Regions from separate parts of the Capsicum annuum genome. Here region 1 is linked to region 2. The links are chromatin contacts, called in public Hi-C maps. All regions are on one chromosome and are shown on one strand. The core of a region is the stretch at or near the end of the contact, and the rest is flanking DNA. Distances in the headings are between cores, read along the strand shown. Region 1 holds the start of LOC107839203 (bifunctional L-3-cyanoalanine synthase/cysteine synthase 2, mitochondrial). Region 2 holds the start of LOC107839200 (ATG8-interacting protein 1).

Region 1 (5,032 bases), core at 359-2,858, 180 kb after region 2:
GCCCATCAAAAATTGCATTGACAAGATTCATGCCAGGTGAATCTGATGGATGAAGAAAGAGTGGATTACAGGAATCTATAGCTTGAGATCCACTGTCTACAGTGACATTAGAAGTGATGGTTTCCTCAGGAATTGTTGTCATTTTGGAATGTAGAAGAGTTGAACAAGAAGAATGAGGAAGAGATTAAGATTAGAATAGCCTATAGCTTTGATACCATGTAGAAGATGAAGAAATTTGTGAAGAATTTTCTCTATGTGTTTTAATCATCTTGATATCATATATATATATATATATATATATATATATATATATATAAGTACAAAAGCAGAATCCTAAGAGAATCCTAAGCAAGAATCCTTAGAGAATACAAGAGAATCCTAAGAGAACTATGTAGACTAATTATTCTTGTACAAAAGAATCCTAAGAGAATCCTAAGAGAATCCTACGCAAGAATCCTAAGAGAATACAAGAGAATGCTAAGTAACTATGATTTCCTTTTGTTTCATCTTACTTATCTTTTGATCTTCTTCCAATAGTTTGGTGTCACCATTAATTCTAATATTCTGTTTCACACTCTTAGGGTTCGTTTGGTTTGAATACAAGTTATCCATACAAATTATGAATTTAGTAGGCAAATAAATCCATATAGATCCAATCTTCAATTCATGGTTCAGAATAAATGGCGTTTCTTTTTCTTTTTCTTGCCTTGTCTGTAATGAAACAAATTTAAGTAGAGACATTTTCTCCCTGCAAAATGTTGTCAAAAAATGACATTATGCATGCATCACTTGACAACGAGCAATTGGGAATAGTGACAAAATCAATAAAATTAAACAAATTAAAACGATACGATAGATTGAAACGACTAATGCATAAGTATATAACATGACCAAATATAAGGCTCAAAATTTTTGTATCAATTTAAATCATCAAACAAAGTTTGGAACCAAAATACTATCTTATATAATAGTAATAATTTCACTCCCCGTACAACAACGATAATATATCCGGTGTATCTCTAAAGTAAAGTTTGGGAAGGATATATTCTACGCTAACCTTACTACATTATAATTTCACTCCTCTAGCAAATCTCTTCTGACTCTTTAGGTAAAATCAGAATAGGGCAAGATATACACAGATTATACCCCTATAGGCCCTATCTTTATGGAGTAAAGAGGCTATTTTTGAATTTCGATGGACTCACAGCTCTAAATGAAAAAATTTCGAAGCAAGATTGCAAGACTAATACTATAACAACGAAATCTTCTAGACTCTTTTTAATGTGTTAGAATTACCTAAAATATCGAAATGATGCAATCACTGACATTTTTCTTCCTGTTGTTTTTGCTTTTTAAGAAGAAGAAGAGATTCATGCACTGACTCTGACTGATTTCAATTAGCCATCACGGGTCCCAGATCCCCTTCTTTGAATTTTAATAATAAAACGTTTTATTTTTGAGAATCACTTCTATATCCTAATTTTATTTTCGAATCTTTAGTACCCAATTCAATTTGTTGGAAAAATCATCACAGCTCGCCACTATCCTGCCCGATGCAAAAAAAACATAACGTACATAATACTGAAAAGGAGGATAGAATTTTGTCATTCTTTTTAGATGGAATAGTATGAGAGAAATCATATGACTAGGAAAGAATGCAATATAAACACAATGGTTGAATGCGCGTAATGGATCGGATTCAATGTTGTGTAAAAGATTGAACCCATCAAATTTAAATCCGTATTGCAATATAATGGAAACAAACATGTCACTCTACTATTTTACAACTTGGCAATTTGTGTTGCCACCTTTCATTTTTTAGCATAGTCCAAACAAAATGTACAGCGAAGTAGTCCAAAACTTTTTCGTTATAAATAAGGCGTCCAGTGTCCTATCTTTCTTTCAAATTATAAGGTACACACAAAAAAAGAGTTCTTTTTATGTAAAATTTTGAATTGCAATTATTTTGCATTTTTTCCAACAAGTGAAGACAATTTCTGTGAGCATTTTGAGAATTCATCAAATGGCAACTTTAAGCAGATTCTTGAAGAAAAAAAGATCATTATGCAATAATAATAATAATGCTGATTTGATCAGAGCAGCTAGCAACAGATTGTTCACTACAGAGCCTTTAGTTGATTCTCCCAAACTACAACTTCCTCATACTAACATCAAGTCTCAAGTTTCTCAAGTCAGTTCAACTTTTTCTACTCAATTTTCAAGTGTTAACTAAGAATATATAAAGAATTACAGAGTTAAAGCTGAAATTGTTTTTTGGCTATGGCATTTATGTTTCTTTCTAGCTCAAACAAGTCCGTTTAGACGAAATTTCAAAGATACTCAACTCGTCTTATTATGTGATAAATTGACATGTTAAAATCTCAATTTTTCAGCTAATTGGGAGAACACCTATGGTTTATCTTAACAAAGTGACAGAAGGATGTGGAGCTTATATAGCTGTGAAACAGGAGATGTTTCAACCTACTTCTAGCATCAAAGACAGGTACAAAAGCTGTACTCTTTAAGTCTTATGTGCTAAGTTGTGCAGACTCTTCATTTTTTATGCCGCATACGTGTCAGATTCTTCAAAAATGCACTAATTTTGGCAAATCCAACGCGCACCCATTGACATTTTTTACTAGTCCGAGCGACATAGCTTATGCGTACATCACTTCTGTGCTTCCACTATATATGCTTTAAGAATAAGAATTTGCTTGTTTATGCACCAGACCAGCATTGGCAATGATCAATGATGCAGAAAAGAAAGGCTTGATATCGCCTGGAAAGGTAAGTTAACGCGATTCGTCCATTCATGGAGCGTCTTTAACTAGTGGAAGAACTTAAAACTCCTGTAGTATGTGTTATCTCTGACATGCTTCTTGATTGTACCAGACAACATTGATTGAGCCAACGTCAGGAAATATGGGGATCAGTATGGCATTTATCGCAGCAATGAAAGGCTACAAAATGGTTTTGACGATGCCCTCGTACACGAGCACGGAAAGGAGAGTGACAATGAGAGCATTTGGAGCTGATTTAATCCTAACTGATCCAACCAAAGGAATGGGAGGCACTGTTAAGAAGGCTTATGAACTTTTGGAATCTACGCCTAACGCTTTCATGCTTCAACAATTTTCTAACCCTGCAAACACGCAGGTACCTAGCTATCCATCATCATCTCATTTACCCTTCTTACTAGACTTTGTTGGATTCTCACCTGCTTCATACCGAAAACAGATTCACTTCGATACAACTGGACCTGAAATATGGGAAGAAACTCTGGGTAATGTTGACATATTTGTCATGGGAATAGGGAGTGGAGGCACTGTTACCGGTGTTGGACAATATCTGAAAACCAAAAATCCTAATGTCAAGGTAAATCCAATACAATCAATGTACTACTATTGATTCCTCCAACCAATAAGTACACCAATTTTCCACGTCTCTCTCCATTTAAGATCGTCTTAGTTAATCCAACGCTAAAAGTACATATAACACCATTCTTATATTTTATCTTCTCTTTGCTAGATATATGGACTCGAGCCAACTGAAAGCAATGTATTGAACGGAGGAAAACCAGGTTATTTTCCCTTTGTCTGTGACAACCTTGTAGTCATGAAGTATCGAATTTACAGGTGTTATTAAAAATAATGATTGCTAACAGTCTTGTGACGATCAACTATACAGGTCCGCATCACATAACTGGAAATGGGGTCGGATTCAAGCCAGATATCCTTGACATGGATCTAATGGAGGAAGTACTGATGGTATGTTAAGTTCTTTGTTAATAATTTTTCTCCTGAAATTGAAAAATAACAATAGAATTATGCAATTACACTGTAATTAGAGCTAATTATTTGTTTCGGTAACTGAACTGATCTGTTCTTATTGCGTTTCAGGTTTCTAGTGAAGACGCTGTAAACATGGCTAGGGAGTTGGCAGTGAAGGAAGGGCTCATGGTAAATTTCAGATTACTGCAACTTTCTTTTAAAACTAACAGATAAACAAGGATTAAATGCGCCGCTCCACCTGATTTGTGCAATGATAAAGGGGTTTTCTATGATCATCGACCATAGGAGTAGAAATGAAGCATTAGTCGTAATCAATTTTATCTTTGTTGCTCCTGGAAACAAACATTCAAGAACTATTTGACGTAATATGTGTCCTGATAGTCCAAAGCCTTGATGATCACTCACATTTTGATAAAATGTGATAGATCTTTCCACCCAAAGCTGCATTGTATCCATCTATAGTTTAAGTGTGTTGTAACTCCGTTATACCGTGTAGTGAAGCTTTATTTTTTGTAGGTCGGGATATCGTCGGGAGCTAATACAGTAGCAGCTCTTAGACTTGCTCAAAAACCAGAAAACAAAGGCAAACTCATAGTGGTATGAATATATATCAGATTCATGCTAACATACCACCATCAGTACTTTTTCCTTTCTAATTAATTATAGATGTAACTTCTTGGTTTTGAATTACAGACGGTACACGCAAGTTTTGGAGAGCGATATCTGTCGTCTGTTCTGTATCAAGACCTGAGGAAAGAAGCCGAGAACATGCAACCTGTTTCAGTCGATTAAATATTACTTATGGAGATTTATATTACAGTCATTGTGTCTATGAGAAAAATGTATGATCTTATTTCTAAATGTCTACTGTTGGATGATTACCTTTATAAATCCTGCTATTGTTATTTCTTAGCTTGTTTATCAAATCAGCAAAGTTAATTTATTGTTAGTTTTGATATGAATGACTGCAACTTCAAATGGATTGCTATTTCATTCATACTCCTTCCCTTCCCTTTAACTCGTTACATTTTGTATGGACTTTGATCAACATTTTAAGGTGTATTTTTTCATCATATCAGATTATTATTTCAATTTAGTTTTGAAGATTTGTCAAATTGACTCACGCGAACAATAATAGACGTTTTGTATGGTGCAGCAGCAATCACAACTTTTTCTTTTTGGGGCTCATTCTTTCACTTGGGATTTTATAATTGGGCTTCTTCCTGACTACGTGCATCTTG
Region 2 (5,377 bases), core at 629-3,128:
CCAATTTCAATTACTTTTCAACAGCCAGCAACAACTCACCTCACTGTGGAGTCCAACCTGCCACTTCATTTGCAATACTTGCCACCTTTCTTGCTGCCACTTCTGACCAATAATCAGAATGCCCATAACACCAGCAGCAATGAAAATAGACCATAATGTATTTGCGTCTTTCGCATGGGCAACTAGGGAAGTAGTCCCTCTTTTCCACCATGCTTGACAAGGAAGGTTAGCGGCATCATCTTCGTCTTTTGTCTTTGGCAAATTTGAATTGTCTGACTCTAAGCCCTGGTGAATGGGTTCAACTGGTTCATCAAGCACGTTGGTTTCATCTGTTGTTGCAGAAGGGCCCATGCATTCTTCACTCTGGTATGAACTATAGTTAGCAATACCAAAGAAACTCTGCTCTTTGTCAAGCAAACTTAAGCGCTGCAGGGCTGCATCTTCTTCAAATTCTGCACCAATAGATAACTGGTTACCCTTTTCATCACAAAATTGAATACCGGGAAATTCTGGGGTGCTCGACCCTTTATTTTTTGTACTTCCTTCATAAATATCTGATTTACCCCCTTCATTAGCAACAAGTTCCGGAGAAGCATCGTCACTTCCCGGTTCATAATGGATCTCATCGACATCAGGTTCCAATGGCAAATTCTCATGCTGGCTTGGTGGAAAGACAAAGTGTCCAGACATAAACATCGCCTGGGAAGTTTCAGCTATATACTTTGCACTACTGCTATTATCAACATTCGATTCAACCTGCTTCGGACCAGGGGCAGCAGAATATACTGATTGTGTGAGTGATACAACTTCCCATTCATTTCCACGAGGAGCAGTTTCCTCCGCTTCCTCATTACTTGCCATCTTTCAGAAATTGAAACTGAGGGATTTAACAAGAGAAAACACAGGAAATCAGAGGTTAAGTGCTAAAAGAGCATCACACTCTTTGAATAACAGATTGTCAAATTCAATACATATGATAAGTCTATTGAACTCTAATACAATTCTGCAAACTTCTGGTACCAAAAATGCACAAGAATAGCAAGTATAAAATCAAGTAATTCTTTACAGGATTCAGGACTTAGAATTCTTATAACATGCTACTTGCAACATAGAGGAGATAAAACCACAAGGTTTCAAAGCAATTACATATCACAAATCACATCTGTTCCAATGAAACCATCCCTTGTACTTTTAGAACATGCAAACTGCTAAACATAATCAAGAGAAACTTGAAGAAAACTTATAGTATCCCTGTGTGTCTATGCTTATGTGTGTGAAATTTGAAACAGTGCAAAGTTCAATTTTGATAAAAGCGAATGTAATTTACGTGACAGAGATAGAATTAATAGAATCATTAAATAATAATAGGATAAACAGTCACAGTCTCACAGATACAGAATCAATCGTATAGACAGAGATACAGATACAGAATCCTATAGACAGAGATTGAGTTTACGTAATAAACCTACATACACAAGACAGATCCAAAGAAACAAATCAACTCAATTTATTACTGAATAAAGCTAAATCAGATTAACAATCAAAGAAACGGATCAACTGAGAAAAATTCGTTGAATTTCGGAATACTTATAGGCGATGAGAGCTATGAGGTCGGTGAAGATAACGTCCAAGTTCCGGCGAGAATTATTGAAATTCGTCGCCAAGAGAGAGAGTGGCTTATATAGAGAAAGATGTTTAGATAAAGAAACCGGCGAAACCAGTAAAGCTGTAGTGTTAATGACTTGCTGAGGAAGTGAGATAGCGGTTTTACTATTATCCGCTTGTGGGAAGAAAAAGTGTCCTTTGGTGCGTTTCAGTGGGCCGAATACGGGTCAAGTATTCCCGCTTTTTAGAATCAGAACTAAAATAGGTCATGAAATTAAAGAAAACACCAAAATATGTGAGAGTATATAAAATTTATATTTATATCTATAATCTATATTTATAATTCTATATCTATAATTTATAATTTATTAAAAGCATAAAAATCTTTAAAAAAATAATTTAAACTATTTGCTCTTCATTAAAAATCTCTACTTTAGATAAAATAGTCTTTTCAAGAAATATTAAATATTTTATTAAAATTTAAAAGAAGAAGTTTTTCTTATTATGATTATTTTCCTATGAAAATTTTTTTTTCACTTAGAATAGGCTTGGTCTCTTAAAAAAAAAAAGATAAAACATGTACTCCTTCTATTTCAAAAAGAATGACCTCTTTCCATTTTTAGCAGTTTTTTATCTTTAACTTTCAACGTGGCATACTTAAAACCACAGGATTAAAGTATCTTTTATTTAAGACCATAAGATTTTAAAGTCTTTTTTATTTTCTTAAATTCTGTGTCAAGTTAAATCACGTCATTCTTTTTAAAACGAAGGGAGTACAAATTTTCTGTTTCGGATAAATTTCTATAACAAAGATACTTTTTCAATTAAAATAGATTTGATCCAAAAAAAATTATAAAAGAGGACCAAAGAATAAGCAATAATTTTAATTTTGTAGGGTCTAAATAGATTTGATCCAAAAAATTACAAATTTTCTGTTTCGGTTAAATTTTTATAACAAAGATACATTTTCAATTAAAATAGATTTGATCCAAAAAAAATTAAAAGAGGACCAAAGAATAGGCAATAATTTTAATTTTGTAGGGTCTAAATTTTCAATCTATTATTTTCTTAATATTTAACATGTTGAAATAATTAAATTTTAATTTTAACTAAGCAAAGGCTCCACGTGTGAGGCACATGTATGCGTTTAAATCATTAATTTATTTATTAATTTGGTATTTTAAAAAAAATAATACTATCAAAGTGAACTCATAGAAATGAGATACACGCGTGTGATGCGTATTCTTAGATTAGTATTACTAAAATATGGCTGATGGTCTTAGACTTTATGAAAAAATAAATAACTCACTTAAAAAGTGAGTTATGCATTTTATTTTTGCAGAATTCACTTAAAAAGTGAGTTATACATTTTGATTTTGTGCCTAACAACGTCAATTATATTTTTGTAACATTTTATATAAATAACATATTTTGATTTTTTTTTTAATTTCATGGCCTATTTTAATTCCGGCTTCCCGCTTTTTAAGTGTGTGTCAGTCCCGTTTGTGTGTTAGGAAAAGGTTAATCGTTAACTATTATTATTTTTTCTTAATTTTTTATTAAAAATTGATGACAGCGTAAAGGGATAAAGATTTTTCGTTTTTTTTTTTTTTTTTTGGTTTTAAAGGGATAAAGGAATTGTAGGGATAAAGAATATGATACTAATATTTTACTTTTACAATTTATTACTACTACTTTAGTTTACGTTCCAATACTTTTATTATTACTAGGTTGGTATACCTGTTTCTCACGTTAATATATTTAAGTTATAAAATAAACACCAACAAAAAACTTTAAATTCCTAAAATAGTTCAATTTTTTGAAGCTTAATTACACATCTCTTTTTAAAAAATTATAGACGACGACATAAATTAAATATTTTTAAAGAATTGACATCAAAAATAAGAAAAAATTTTAAATATAGAAAAAATAAAGATAATCGTACCACAAATATGGTTCAAATTGATGCGTCTCTCCAAGCCTCTGACAACAAGGGAAAAAGGTATTGCGTGACAAATGCACTTTAGACAAAATTGTCTTTTCACTATTTTTCTTTAATATTTAAGAGTTGAAAATTAATTAAATATATTTATGGTAAAATCTTTCCTTATTAAAATTCATCAGAATTAATGACAACTAATACTTTTTTCGCTTAGTTTAAGAATTCTAAATCAACTAAATTCGATTTTAAGAAAATTTAAAAAATATAGAAATAAATATAAAAGCGCTAGAATAATAAAAAATTAAGAAGTATAAATTTTTTTAAAAGTTTTAAGTATGTAATAAGAATATAATCGATTTTGTAAAGATTTGATTTCAAAAACAAGGAAAGATTTTAAATATAGAAAAAAAAAGCGTACCATTTATACGATTCAAATTGATGTTGCATGAAAAATGCAAAAGTGATGACCCATCAACCAGTAAAATATTTATGTTTATGTTTACGTTATTATATTAAAGTGTGAAGAATCTATGCAAAGTAATTTAAATTTTTACACTTCATTAAAAATCTCTGCAATAGATAAATTAATTTAATTTTAAATAATCAAATATTACACGTGCAAGACACATGCGATTAAACTAGATAGTATCCAAAATAATGTCAGGGCCATAACGTTAGTTGTAGTAAGAAGTAAAAAGGTAAAATTTAATTTATTTTTCTACTATATAGAAAGGACAGTTAAGGACGATCAAGGGTATAGTAGTAATATGCTCACTTTCAAGGGTAAAATGATAAGTTTATTTTTAAAATCAAACCACGAGCTTTCCTTTCCCTTCTAGATATCTCTTTGTCTCTCTCTCCCTCTCCATACACAATTATACAATTCTACTTCCTCAAGCTCTCAAACACCAAATCCAATCTTGGATCTAAATAACAACAAGAACACTAGCTTCTCAGGTATGATGCTGGGTGCTTCACTATTTTTCCGTTGTTTCTATATCTTTAAGCGGTGATAGCTAAAACGGTTCAAACGACGGTACAAGAAGTTAATAGTTTACCCAGAGCTTTACAAGACTACGATCTTTTAGATCAGATCGATTCAACCGTCGGGCCTAGCTTGGAAGTTGTGTAACGGATAGGCTTCTTAGATGAGATTCCTATTAGATCTAAGGCAAAACTCATCGTCAGGCCCCTTAAGTATACACGATCTTTCATTTAGGCACCTCAAGTGGACATTGGTTCATTTTGGTACCTCAAGTAGCCATAAAATGCGCCATTTTGGCACCTTTTGCTGAGTTGGCAAGGTGTTATATTACACCTCCATGAAGACGCGTGAAAGCCCTTTTTTGGCTGATGTGGTGCCCAACTTGGCCCACCAACAGTTTATTAACTCATTTTTATTAATTTATACCTTTTTCCTTATTTTTATCCATCATTTTTGTCAATCTTAAGCTTATTTAATGGTGAAAATTATTGGGAGAGATTTAAAAATTAGATACACATTTAAGAGTTCGTCTTGCCAAAAATAATATATTAACTCAACGCCCATTAATTTATAATTCTTTCACATTTTTATCCGTTATTTTTTTCAATCTTAATTTATTTAACGGTAAAAATATTGAGAGAAATTTATATACACATGTAAAGGTTCATGAAGATTAAATAATAAACACCTTTTTTTAATCATTAAGGGGAAAATTGATGAAGAAAAATAAAAAAATAAGCAACATGAACGAAGAAAAATTAAAAATCAAACAAAATCGATGAAGAAAAATTGAAAAATAAAGCTAAATTAGTGAAGAAAAACTGAAATAAAAAAATTAAAATCGA

The links. Hi-C and Micro-C count contacts between places; a contact is called where the count stands out from the background.
Region 1: a contact with region 2 is called in a Hi-C map of leaf, with 4 times the contacts expected there. The contact joins the promoter of LOC107839203 here to the promoter of LOC107839200 in region 2. A contact is called at or near these places in 5 of 5 Hi-C or Micro-C datasets (bud, leaf, pericarp and 1 more).

What each region holds. Positions count from the first base shown.
Region 1 is chr8:145,574,853-145,579,884 of UCD10Xv1.1, forward strand. It overlaps LOC107839203 (bifunctional L-3-cyanoalanine synthase/cysteine synthase 2, mitochondrial), which reads left to right and starts at 1,609. Exons shown (of 10, transcript XM_016682597.2): 1 at 1,609-2,191; 2 at 2,394-2,503; 3 at 2,730-2,787; 4 at 2,893-3,156; 5 at 3,238-3,375; 6 at 3,529-3,580; 7 at 3,688-3,767; 8 at 3,900-3,959; 9 at 4,308-4,388; 10 at 4,485-4,703. The coding sequence starts at 2,024. The coding sequence ends at 4,583.
Region 2 is chr8:145,395,363-145,400,739 of UCD10Xv1.1, forward strand. LOC107839200 (ATG8-interacting protein 1) reads right to left here and starts at 1,879. Exons shown (of 4, transcript XM_016682594.2): 1 at 1,588-1,879; 2 at 40-877. The coding sequence starts at 861.